Regions from separate parts of the Mus musculus genome. Here region 2 is linked to region 1. The links are chromatin contacts, called in public Hi-C maps. All regions are on one chromosome and are shown on one strand. Each heading gives the region's core, a stretch centred on a gene start, on an enhancer-like site or on the middle of the called end of the contact. The rest is flanking DNA. Distances are from core to core; before and after follow the strand shown.

What was found. A called contact is a pair of places that touch in the nucleus more often than the background predicts.
Region 2: a Hi-C map of cerebellar granule neurons shows a contact between it and region 1, with 2.4 times the contacts expected there. The contact joins two enhancer-like sites. A contact is called at or near these places in 6 of 39 promoter capture datasets (the 3T3-L1 cell line, cranial neural crest, embryonic stem cells and 3 more) and 3 of 484 Hi-C or Micro-C datasets (cerebellar granule neurons, cerebral cortex and cortical neurons).

What each region holds. Positions count from the first base shown.
Region 1 is chr3:136,928,815-136,935,672 of GRCm38.p6, forward strand. Ppp3ca (protein phosphatase 3, catalytic subunit, alpha isoform) reads left to right here. Exons shown (of 14, transcript NM_008913.5): 13 at 3,197-3,226; 14 at 6,215-6,858. The coding sequence ends at 6,411. Among named protein-coding and RNA genes, the nearest start is that of 1700006H20Rik, 23 kb to the right of the region's middle. Within about 2 kb of position 4,432, at least 6 of the 459 cell types and tissues checked have an H3K27ac peak or open chromatin away from gene starts, as enhancers often do. A contact at or near this core is called in cerebellar granule neurons, where this site is marked.
Region 2 is chr3:137,097,925-137,104,782 of GRCm38.p6, forward strand. No RefSeq gene overlaps it. Among named protein-coding and RNA genes, the nearest start is that of Gm26107, 33 kb to the left of the region's middle. Within about 2 kb of position 2,862, at least 17 of the 459 cell types and tissues checked have an H3K27ac peak or open chromatin away from gene starts, as enhancers often do. A contact at or near this core is called in cerebellar granule neurons, where this site is marked.

The sequences.
Region 1 (6,858 bases), core at 3,182-5,681:
TCACTAGCACATGCATCCCTCTCTTCAGGCCTACCTCCAGGACATCTCATTTAGGGTGCCAGGGCACACAACAGTGGTCTGGAGCACTTGGAGCACCCTCCCTCGGTTACATCCTAGTAAGTAGTCGGACTCTTAACATGATTGAGGAAAGGTACACACATATATGTGCATAATTATAGATTTTATTCAAAAGAATATTAAAGGGGTAATATAATTATCCACTTGAACAGAAATGAGACTTATATTAGCTTTTTCTCTGATTCATCAGAAATATAGAAAGGAAGGATCACAGCTTTATTTTATTAGGTCTTTTTGATGTTGGTTCTTTTTTTATTAATAATAGCTTCTCTTTTAAGTAGGCATTTCACTTTCTAGTCATAACTGGCTGCACAAGTACCATCCCGCATCATTTCTGTGATGGTGAGAATTTCTCATGTCTGTAAAGGCATGTACCAAAGCATTGAATGTTTGACAGATAATCAATGCAAATGAAAAGATCTTTTAAATGATCCCTAACTTTCAGTAAATTTAACTTAAAGACTCACACATAGCTAGTGCCATCCATGTTAGACAACATAATCAGATATACTGTTTCTTTAGTTGTATTTACTTTTTTATCCATTTTAGTTAATATCACTAATTTAAAAATAGCATTCAATATGGAAATTTTGCTGTTATGTTAGACTTCAACAGAAAGAAATATTTCCAGCAAAAAAATCCTATAGTATTTTAATACAATCTCAGCCTCTTACTTTTTTCTCTCCCTGGATCTGTCTCATATTTTCTTTCCTATCCCTACTCTCCATCCCAAAAGCCTCAGGTGTTTTTACTCTAACTTTATTAAGACATTTGTTCCACACAACACGTAATGGTCAACCTGTGAGCATGACATTGTCAGCCCATCACATTTTAGTGACAACAGTCATAGCCTTTATTTTCAGATGACTTTCCTCTAAAACCACTGTCTATGAGTTGCCCCCCAAAACTCAAAAACAGTTCACCAAAAGAAAGAAAATCTGGAAAAACAGAGGTAAATCCGTAGTTAGAAATTAATCACTTCATAAAAACAAAAACAAACCAAAAAAAAAAAAAAAAAGACAAAAAACTTTTCCATCAAAATGAATATCCTGGGAAATTAGCGCAGAGATCATTTATATGAGCAGAATACAACTCTGCCCCACTGAAGGAAAGCTACAGTGTCTAATAATCGTAGCATACAACAGTGGCACATACACTTTCAGTGCCTGACCACAGACTTCCTGAGCTTAGAACACACTAAGCTGTGTGTATTTCTGCTCAGGAATGCTGGTGTGGTTCCAGAGTTTCAGCTTTGCTTCTAAAGCTAAGGTCTTTAAATGCTTACAGTAGACAGGGTCACCTTCAGACGGTCACCTCTGTTTGTAGTTTCACTTAGTCGAGTTCCTTTTATTTTAAGTCCATCTGTTTGTGTTATTCATGTGGAATTCACACACACACACACACACACACACACACACACACACATACACACACACATTGGATTGAGACTTCATTTGTCCTGAGAATTTGACAACTTAGTATATATATTTAAAAACACTGAGTTGTCTGTTTTCAGGGCTCATAATCTGATCCCCTTCTGTTGGCATGAAAGGAGAAGCTGCTCAGAGCTTTGCCATTCAGCTCTTCTCCGTGGTTATGAGGAATCCAGAATGCATTCTTTTTTTTTTATTACGTAGTTTCCTCAATTACATTTCCAATGCTATCCCAAAAGTCCCCCATACCCTCCCCCCCACTTCCCTACCCACCCATTCCCATTTTTTTGGCCCTGGCATTCCCTTGTACTGGGGCATATAAAGTTTGCGTGTCCAATGGGCCTCTCTTTCCACTGATGGCCGACTAGGCCATCTTTTGATACATATGCAGCTAGAGACAAGAGCTCCGGGGTACTGGTTAGTTCATAATGTTGTTCCACCTATAGGGTTGCAGATCCCTTTAGCTCCTTGGGTACTTTCTCTAGCTCCTCCATTGGGAGCCCTGTGATCCATCCACTAGCTGACTGTGAGCAACCTTTAACTGGCATGCATAAGCAGTCCTTGTTGTAGTTGTAAACTTTTCAATTATGAGAGAATACACATTGAAGTCCAGGGGTAAAATATTGATGTTAAACATTTTGAACTTGGGCATAAGTTTAATATTCTGACATTTAATTAAGGGAACATCTCCTAGCTGTAATAACAGAGAAACCCGTAAGCTCTACAGGGAGATGGTAAAGTCTAAGTAGACAGTGGGCTTACTCGACCTCCGAAATTGCCAGTGCAGCACATCCTAAGATGCCTCACTGAGGGACTTCAACCTTGAGACACCCTGTTCCTAAAGGGACTGATAGAATGATTACAATTCCTGCCGTGCCCCCACGTGCAAGACATGCAAGACTTCAGGAACTTTGTTTCTGAAACTGGAATTGCAACAAGGGAAAAAACAAAAAACTTGAACTCAGCTTGCCTGATAAAAGATATCCAGGCCTTATCATTCCCTCTGTGGTTCCCTTCTGCTTCCTCGCCTCCTCCTCCTCCTCTGCCTCCAGGAATTGTTTCCCCCCTAGACAGCCTGATCCATCTCCCTCTAAGTCCAGCCCTCAGCCCCCCAAGCCCCCACCCATTGCATTTCTATCTCTGGAAACCCCACCTTTCACTATTCAGTAACAAAGTATAGCACCAGCATCAACAACCCAGCTCAAAGCTCGTCCGTCCCTCCGTCCCATCCCTCTGGCATTTCAACTACGAATCACCAAGCCAAGCATGGATTCTAAAATGCCATAAGAATCAGAACACAACATAGATTTCCATAGCCCAGTTATCAGTTCAACCCACACAGCAGAAAGCTTCTCAGCATGTTTCCCTCACTGAATAGTGAGCCAGGACTTCAAGCTATCTATTCATCCCCTTAGGTGTATGCAGGCTGTGACCGACATGTCTCACTTATGTGGTGTGTGTGTGTGTGTGTGTGTGTGTGTGTGTGTGTGCGTGCGAGCATGTGTTTTTCCTTTCTCTCTAGTCTTTCTGTCTAGTTGTCTATGCCAAAAGCCAGCACTTAGACAAACATTAGTTCCCCCCCCCCACACCCTCAGTTCCTTTGATCGTCACTGACTTGTTCTTTAGAGTTAAGAAATCCTCAACTCATTTTCTCATTCATTTTGCACCCCCTTTCTTCTCTTCAGCTACTGTTGAGGCTATTGAGGCTGATGAAGGTAAATTGGCCAGTCCCCTTTCTGTTGTGCCTGCAACAGACAAGGGCTCTGCTGGGTGTATTCATTTTTTTTTTTATTTGCTGTAGCTTGTACAGAGTGTGTGGGTGTTGGGCTAACAGTTGTGGCTCAGTATTAACCAAAATGTTCTTGCTTTAAAGGGGAAAATGTCCTTCTATGGTTTGTTTGTTTGTTTATTTTTTTTTCCCTTAAAGCTATGTTTGACTCTTGTATCCAATGAACCTAGTCTCATCACAGACAACTAAAGGATTGTAATTTATATACATCAATTTCTATATATCATGAGTGATGTGGGGTGGGGGTTTTGGCAGCTGCTTTGACAACTGATATGTAAAACAATGTGCTTTGAGCTGAACCACCCCTCCCTCAGATCCAGTAGGACAGAGACGAAAGAATAAAATTAAGTTGACTCTAGTCTTCTCAAGCTTGCAACAACAGACTTTCGTGCCTGGTAATGCTTGGTTACGATTCAACATCACTTATGTCTCTAAAAATATTCCAATGTGAGACAGATGTGTAGAGGTAAACTTTTATCCTTATCAATTTTAACCAATTGATATTCGGAAGAAAGTTAGCATTCAAAAAAATATTTTATTAGGAGCTCCAAGAGTATCTGTGGCTGTGGAAGTAGCCAATCACAATCAAGCAGACATTTAATTAATCATTTCACCTGTCTGCGCTATTGCTAGGTCTCTTGCTAGGAGCTTCAAGGGATATCAAGAATTCTTCGTCGCCAACTGCCTACTAGCACCTCGAAAGAGCAGTACCGCGGACCCATTAGTAGCTAATTTTTAATTGAATGCTGTTTTACTTCTTGGTTACCTGAGAGCTACACATGAAAATAGTTTTAATATTATTCATATCACACCCTCTGGAATTTTTTTTGAAAGAATAACTTGAAGTTCCCCTTTAAAACAAAATTCTTCAGTTGTATTTTGTTCTTGCAAAATAACTTTACTTTTTTTGTTTTTTGGTTTTTTTTACAAAATTGTGTGCATATACGGTCCTTTGGTATGATGTAAAAAGTGTACTTTAGCTTTACAATTTGCTCATGATTTGGATATGGTAGGGGAAATGACAGTGATGTAAGAGAAAAATACAACTGTTTCCTAAATAGCAGTGAGCAAACTGCTATTTATGTGGGAATTCTCTATTCCTCTTGGCAACATCTAATCTGCAGTGTGCATTCCTGTTGAGAGTTTGGCTGTTTTCTGTGACCCTGTGGCTCTGTGTTGTGCTAAGTATACTCCCAATGTAAATTGCTAACACCATTGTCTGACCAGCAACTAGAGCAGAGTGCTTCCTTCCTTACAGGGGTAGACAGATGTGATCAGAAATGGAGCCCCAGCCCCAACTAGCCTCTGTCCTACAAGGTTTTGCATTCCTGTGCTCTGACCTCATTGGCTTCAAAACCTCGAGCTTCTACTTTTTTTTTTCCTTTAAATGAATCAAAGTTTCATAATTGACCACGACAGACTTTTGATTATGAGATGATATTATTTAGAAAAAGAGGAAGGTGTCTGTTAATTCTTGCCCCCATAAAATGATTGAGTTAATTCTCTGGGTGGGTGCTCATTAGACAGCTATAGTCCTTTTTCCAGCTTATTCTCGAATTACCGAATTATGAAGCTTTGCTTTGGGCCTTGGTCTTTCCCCATCTCCCTGTGTTCTTCCTCTCACACTTGACTAATCACCATTATGCTAACCTTAAAATGCAGAGGGGGAACAATCTGTTTTTCTTTATAATGAGTTTTAAACAACTGTGTGAATCTTCTTGGGTTGTCATGAAGGGCTGCACATTTGTGTATGAGCGGCTGACAAAGTGTCGGCTTTAAACTGCTTTACTCTCCACCACCACCACCGCAAAAAGTGGCAAGGAGACACGTAACTTGAAATTGTCCTTAATAAGTTGTGGAGAGGCAGCCCAACTCAGCACTGTTGATTGGCCTCCTGTAGGTGCACCTGGCTCGCACTTTACAGGGAATACAAGCAAACTGATGCCATTGGTTCCCCTTCTGCGTGGTTTATTTTCAGCTCACTGTTGGTGCACCCACTGAGGAAGGGTTTTGTTTTGTTTTGTTTTTTTTCTTTTCACAAATACTTTTTTGTTATCTCTAGAGGAAAACAAAAGAGAAGTCAAGGTTTTAGTTAAAAGTAACAAAACCAATTGGTTCTTCTTCAGCCGCCACCCAATGTGGCTCTACTGAGAGTGAGTTTTCCTTGGTGTAGGCGCTAATGGCTATCAGATGAACATCAGTTTGACCTGTTCACTGCTAAAGGGCAGAAAGTGCTTCTCTACGTAGTCTTTATTTTCCAATTTCTCTTATCTCCTCGCCCACTATACATCTTCCTGTTAAGTGGGAAAACAGCTTATAATCCCCCCACACACACACACAACAAACACACAATGTTGAAATCTTATCAGCCTGGGGGATGGCAAAGAAATGTCCCTGTCAATTCCTTTTCTAGTTCCTTAGACCTTCTGTTCTAAGCCATGGTGAGAGTTAGGAGTAGAGAGGCCTTCCTCTGAATTTGTCATTACTAGCATAGTGGTAGAGTAAGAATGGGGTGAAGTGTAGTCTATTTAGGTCAGGGTTAATGGGCCATCAAGCCAGTGATGTGGCCAGTATTGCTGGATGCAGAAGCCTGCCCCCGGGACAGTTTTTTCCTTTACTTACCCACTGTGGATTTCTGTGATCTAAACTTTGATGAAGACAAGAGAAATGCTTACATCTTAAACTCTTCAAGAGGACATTTTGGTTGGCAAGAGACATTGGCTGTTTCCAAACCCTTGGTTCCCTCCGGTATGGTAAGGAATCTGTTGTGTTGTCTTCAGGTCCTGTCACGTTGTTCTCCACTAAAGGATTCCCACCCACTCTGAAGTCTCTAACCTCACTTGATGAAGCCGCGGTGCCCTTTGGTACGCTCCACCTAATGCTTTCTCTCTTTTCTTAATGATTTTCTATTTAGCCATCAAAGGATTTTCACCACAACATAAGATCACTAGCTTCGAGGAGGCCAAGGGCTTAGACCGAATTAACGAGAGGATGCCACCTCGCAGAGACGCCATGCCCTCTGACGCCAACCTTAACTCCATCAACAAGGCTCTCGCCTCAGAGACTAACGGCACGGACAGCAATGGCAGTAATAGCAGCAATATCCAGTGACCACTTCCTGTTCACTTTTTTTTTTTTTGAGCTGCAGGGCATGATGGGATTGCTGCATCTCAGCAGTTGGATGTTCTTGCCTCTGAAGGTAGCTTGTTTGCTCTGGGGGCCAGGAATTGGATTCAGTTTACACTATCATGAAAAATAAAAATAAAAAAAGAGGGAGAGAGATAATAAACTATATTTTGGTGAGGGTGGTGATTAAACACCTCTTTTGGGTATGCCTTTAAAAAATGCTTCTAGGGAAAAAAAGTTTTAAAAAGAAAGCTAATGCTAGTCTATACTGCAATGTTAGGGGAATGAACGCGTTTTCCTACTGCACTGGGGACTTTTAGATAGGTTAATGAAAGGCCTTTTATTCTGTTACTGGACACGAAAACTTTGTCTAATTTCTTATACTCTATTGTACGTTTACAGTCGCAGCACTAAAATGGAAGACATCAAACA
Region 2 (6,858 bases), core at 1,612-4,111, 170 kb after region 1:
GCCATTTATATTGGATATCAATTCAGGCTGAGTGTGCTGGCACTTTGGGTCTACTGTCAGATGACTGTCTGACTTGAGCCATATCACAACTTATCTTCTTATCTGAGGGTTTCAGTAAAATGTATATGAAAACACTACCTAGGCAGCTTCCCTGTTTGCATCAGATAAAATGATGCCCAGTACCTGGGAGAGACTAGATGATCAGCAAACCAAGATTATAGGTTTTGCTGTTGCTATTTGGAGTAGTGATAAAGCTAAGAAAATAAAGCCCTATGAACATTGATATAAATCTGCTTTCCCTAAGTCTTAGAAGACTGTTCAAATGGATTTAGTGTAGAGTATTCATTATTTTTTTTTAATGAAAGCCTTGTATTTCAAGCTTATATCATTATCGGTAATGGGACAGTAATCCACTAGAGAATGGAGTTTAGCTAAAACATCATGGCTGAGGATATTTTAATCTTTTAAATTTTAATCATCTCTGTAGATGAGTAGATTGCTTGCCATTTATCATCTCAATGGGCATATTTTGTTTTCTCTGGCATTTTTGAGGGAGTTTTAGGGATATGTACAAATTTAGAAATTATAAAAATAATGAAATGTTCATGGACAGAGGCCCCTGTGAGTGGGTAGCAGTCCCTTGAGAAAGCATGAGGTCTTGTTGTGTAGGAGGAGATGCCACCTTCAAGTTTAATGACTGTTGTCTCAGCCAAAAGCATGACTTGTGGTTCTCACAGGAATGAGCACACCAGTGAGCACTGCCTTCTCTCTCTGCACTTTTGGCAATATGTTTACACTCTTCTGTTCCTTACTCTGATGTCTCTTCTGCCATCACTCTCTTCTGCCCGTGACTGCCTGGTCTGTATTTTTCCTTACTACTTATGACAGCACCAACTTTTCTCCTCCTTTAGCCCCTCTGAGATTCCCTGACATTGTTATATCAGCAAATTTGACATCAACGTAATTGGAATGTAAGATGTACATTTCTGTGGTCATATCTCAAGTGTCACCTGGCAATAGCTCATTCTGAAATACTAAAAAACAAACATGGATGGATGTTTGTATCCTAATTTCACAGAATATTATTTAGAAGCAGATTTAACTGCAGTATCTCAGTGCTTGGTAAATATAGGGTTGTAATGAACGCCACCTTGTCATGCAGTCTCAAGGAGCTGGAGACTGATAGAAGAGAACAGCAAACTGAAATCATGACTTTAGCACAATCTTAAGACATCTGCCTGATGAGTAACACTTTCCTGTAACATGGCCATATGTGGTTCATTTACACAATGGAATACTACTCAGCTATTAAGACGAGGACTTCCTGAGTTTTTCAGGCAAGTGGATGGAACTAGACAATATCATCCTGAGTGAGGTAACTGAGACCCAAAAGGGCATGCATGGTATGTACTCACTAATAAGTGTATATTAACCAAATACATAGATACATAAAAAGTAAATAAATAGTACAGAATACCCAAGATACAGTTCACAGAACTCAAAAAAGGTCAACAAGCTGCAGGGCCCAAGTGAAGGCATCTTGTTCCCACTTGGGAAGGAGAAGAAAGCAATCACAAGTGCAGAGGGAGGGAGGGGCCTGAGAGGGAAAGTGAATTGGGGTGGGGTGGGGAGAGGGGAACCTGATCTAGTATTGAGTGAGTGAAAGGACTGAAGCCCTGAAGGCCAGCAGAAAGAATGGAAACAGGCAGCCTCAGGAGGTAGGAGGTTGAGAGGACCCTTCAGAATGCACCAGAGATCTGTGAGGTGAGAGACTCTCAGGACTCAAAGGAAGGGACCATAGATGAAAAGCCAGACAGTAGGGAGAGAAAACTTATAGAACACACTTACAGAAGGAAGACAGGATATCAAGTGAGGGTTGCCATCCCACAGTCACATCTCTGACCCATAATTGTTCCTGTATGAAAGAACTGCAGGGATGGAAATGGAGAGGAGCCTGAGGAAAAGAAGGTCCAGCAACAGGTCCAAAGTGGGATCTGGCTCCAGAGGAGGCCCCAAGACCTGAAACTATCACTGAAGCTATTGGTGTTCACATAAAGGAACCTAGCATGATCTCCATCCAGAAGACCCAAAAAGCAGCTGAAAGAGTCAAAAGCAGATATTTCCACCCAACCAGTGGACAGAAGCTGCTGACCCCTGTGGTTGAATTAGGGAAAAGCTAAAAGAAGCTGAGGAAGAGGGCTACCCTGTAGGAGCACCAGCAATCTCAATTAATCTTGACCCCCCAAGACCTCTCAAACACTGGATCACCAAACAGGCAGCATACACCAGTTGATATGAGGCCCCCAACACATATAAAGCAGAGGACTGCCAGGTCTGTGTTCAATCAGAGATGATGCACCTAACCCTCAAAAGACTAGAGACCCCAAGGAGTTTAGAGGTCAGGTAGGATGGGGGGGGGGGGGGTGAGAGATGGGGGGGTGAGAGTGGGGACATCCTTTTGGAGGCAGGGGTTGGGTAGGAGGCATAGGTTGTGGAACAGTCAGAGGGTGGATGGGGTGTAGAATAAAATCTGGAGTGTAAATAAATAAATAAATAAAAAGATATACAGAAAAAAAAAAAGAAAAGTAAAATTCTAGGACATTATACCATGTATAGTTTTTTGTTTGATTGCTTGATTTTATTGTTGTTGACATTTTGTTTTCTGACATCTGTTTTCTCTTTGGTTGCTAGAATTCTTTGCACAAGAAAACAGAAATGCTGTGTTTCTTCCCTCTAATCTCTCAGAACCGGCTGAAGGTGATAGGAGAGCTGAAGCTTTGCTCCTTAGCTTCCTGCACTGGTGAAGCATCGCCCTCTCTCTGTTTGCTGTACCAAAGACTTGGCTCCTGTTGCTGAGCAAGCCATATGGTTATCAGGCAGAAAACGTGCAACAGTTTCTCTCCTTTTGCTGTCAGTGAGTTGCAGAGCTTAAGGCTACAATTTTGGGAAAAGATTCAGGAAGTTTTGCAAGCTATAGCAAGCAGACCCTGGGCTCCCTGTGGCTGAGGAGAGAAGATGCTACAGCTCAGGGAGTTTCCTAAGCAGCAAATACTGATATTCTATCACTGGCTCATCCCATGGAGTGGGAGGTCATCTGGACATGCAAATGATTTAAAAATAGACATATTATTATATTAGGTTTGATAATGATGTAATCTATTTCCCATTCAATTCATTCTTGTAGCTTAAATAATATGTGGTAGTGAGGCTGTGAGTAGCCACTGATTAGAGGGTACAGAAGCAGTAATACCCCAGCTAGAGGCTGATGCCTTGCTGGAGCAGAGAACACCCTCAGCTTTGCTTTGAGCTATTAATTAACGAACCAGTCATTAACTGCTGCTAACAATTGATTTAGAAGGAATTATTGCTTAAATAGCAGGAGGTATTTAAAAGGAATGTAAATTAAAACAAAGAACTGCTGGATCCAGAGGAGAAGAAAAATAGAAGTTCTTGAAATATAGAGACTAACTGCAAGGGCTCTGTAATTACTCCATGATAAACAATCATTGCAAAGCGCATCCCTTTATTTTAATGTGCACCCCCCCGCCCCAAATAGTGACAGTACATCTTACAATCAAGGAGACCAATGTCTTCGCTAATTGAGTGATGAAAATGGATGATGCTGTGGGAGGCATGAGTGACATAGTAAGCAGTCATTTTAATTATCAAGATGTTTGAGTGGATCACAGACATTATGGAAATTGAAGCAGCTCCAACTGATACATGTCCAGCACAGCTCCTCAGGGACTGTCTCAGTAGAGGGGTCAGAAGGATAGTGAAAGTCAGAAGACCAGGAACTCTACAGAGAGATTGTGCCACTTAGCTGTGTGACTGAAGCTACCTCCATGAAGTCTCAACATGATGGCTTCCCAAAGAAGACTTGAAGAATTCTAACAAACGTTACAGTGAAATGGGTGAAATCAATCCAGGTCCTACTGCTAGGTGAGGTGCAAGCCACAGGCAATTAATAACTGCTGAGAGAGGGGTAATTAGTTTTCCCCAGAGATGAACATCCTGATTATCCAATACAAAGTGGTCAGTTCTTAGAAACATATGTGCAGAAAACAGTGAATGGACTCAGCAGGTTACATTTATATGTTTATTTGTTTGCATGTAGTAACAATGGTCAAAGAAGAACAGGCCATTAGTTGGGAATAGGCAGGTAGCATTGGATATGGGAAGGATAGAAGGGAGAAGAGGGAGGGGCAAAACCTTGTAACTATATTTTAATAAGAAAAAAATTAAACTATAAGCCTATTAAACCATAGGCCTATTGTCTAAGACCAAAATTGTTAAGCACAGCTGCAATAAATGAACGATTTCAAGGACCTTGGATTGGTTTCTGTTATAAACTGTAGCCTCCTCTCCTGAAGAATACCCTCTTCTTGTTACCTTGACAACAAGATTTGCTGGAGTTACTTGTTTCCATGGAAAGTAGCAATGAGAAAACTAAAGTAACAAAGAAACTAAAGGAAATCTATAGGTTCTCAGTAAAGTATTGACTCTCCTACTAAAACCAGTTTAGGAATTATGGTGTCAATAACTCCCAAAATGCCCCCATCCAAAAAAGTTTACCTGCCTTAAACTTCAAGTCTATTCATTGTCTATTATTCATGTAAAAGAAACCATGTAAGATTTTCTCCCTGCTTGAACTGCTAATGGACCAGACCTTATTAATGATTTTATTTTCTTTTTGCTTTTTGTTTTTTACTTAAGATGTAGGGGGCATCATAAGTCTACAGCTATAATGTACTTGCTTTGTCTAGTCATTAGGTAAGGAAAAGTGGTTTCCTGAAATGTAACAAGCATTAATTGGTGGTCTTCATGATGAACTAACTCTTAAATTGTAAGTAATGATTCTGTTGGAATGCATTTTTCTTTAGATGCATTTTAAAATATGGGACTGGAGACATGGCTCAGTGGTTAAGAACATTTGTTGCTTTGGCAGAGGAGCTGGGTTTGCTTTGAGAGGATCTAACACTATTTTCTGGTCTCCACAGGCATTGTATGCAGACTGTGCATAGACATGTATGCTACAAACACATCCATGTGCATAAAATAAAAATAAATAAATAAATAAATATGGAAAACAAAGTTTGGGGCAATTTTTGTGCTTTGTATACACACACACACACACACACACACCGAGAGAGAGAGAGAGAGAGAGAGAGAGAGAGAGAGAGAGAGAGAGAGAGAGAGAGAGAGAGAGAGAGAACATCTTCCCACATATTAGTAGACACTCAGATTTCCTTCTGTAAATTTGTATGAGCGTATGTGGTGAATCTATGTGTGGAGGCCAGAAGAGGATTTTGGGTATCCTGATTTCTATCAGGCTCTACCTTATTCCCTTCAGACAGGTTTTCCAACTGACCTTGAGTTAGGCTAGCAGCCACAAAGTCCCAGAATCCTTTTTCCTTTACTTTCTCCACCTAAGTTTACAAGGATGGTCTCACAGGCTTTTTCTTTTTCAAACACAGATACTAAAGATTTAAACACAAAACCTCATACTTATACTGCTGATTCTTCTTTTTTTTCAAGTCCAGTGGTTTAATTGAAAAATCTTTCTTTTAACTAAAAAACCCACCCACTTACATAGTTTACACAGACAAATGATGACTCAAAGTTCCCACAAAATAAAGAAGATAGGTGTGTCAGAAAGTATAATCCAATGTCAGTCACGTGGAATGGATAAATGATTAAAGTCAAAAGGTGAATTATTAAACAGAAGTATATGCAAACAGAGCACACAAACTTTCAGAATGGGAATCATGCACATAGGTGGTTCTCTGCTCTATACTGCTGATTCTTATCCACAGAATCATATCCTCAGATCTTATATTGATTTCTAAGAATGAAACTACCATGAAAAAAATCTAGGAAAAAATCATTTCTTTCTCTTACTTTGAATTTTCCCAAGACTGATTGAACACAGGGAATTGCAAAGCTAGGGAAGATGCTATGAACGAGCTTGGGGCTGTTAATACACATCTTTTTACTGCATTCCTAGCTGCTGTTATCTGATATGCGGAGGGACTCCCTGTTCTCCATAGCATAATAATCAAAAAACCTCTACATGTCAAAGATATGGTTCTCACTATTCTGATGTGTATATTTTAATTCACACAGGACCATGTACAATATGCGATGTATCTATAGTGGAAGACATTGAAAACTTGAGATTCGTTATTAGACTGACTTAAAATCCAGTATTACTATATGAGTCTACAAAAAGAAATGCAAGCATATTATTAAATTTCACTAATAAAACCTGCTTTAAAATTTATTTTTCTTCATCAAATTCTTTTTAAATGTTGATGTCAAATTGTGATCAACATTGGGAAGGCAACATTGAAACAATTGATTTAAAACTCTGTACTGTTCTTGATTTGTTGAGACCATTAACTTACTTTTTCTCACTCAATTCATCACCAACCTTCCCTTGCTTATTGAAGGACATTGTGTCTATAGCTATAGAAGGCAATTTTGCATGTGTGTCACCTTGAAGAGTGTTTTATGATGCTATTGGCATTTCAGTTTGTGACCTTTGACTTGCCCTCTTTGGTGTGGATGGACTTTATCATTTGCAATCTTAATAGAAGAGGAAGATTATCTTTGTCATTCGTTTCAAGCAAGAGGAAGTTCCCCAGCCAAGTGTCTTAGAACATCAGCGACGTACCAGCAGGCATCTGGGGCTCTAGGCTGCTGGCTCATGCTACAGCATGGCACTTGACATCCTCCCGTATAGCTATGTGGTTATTCATTACAAATCTTTTCATAGTTCAACTTGCTTCTCTCTGGAGAACCTTGACTCACAGAATGGTTACAAGTAGCATGAAATAATTTTCCTAATATGGGGAA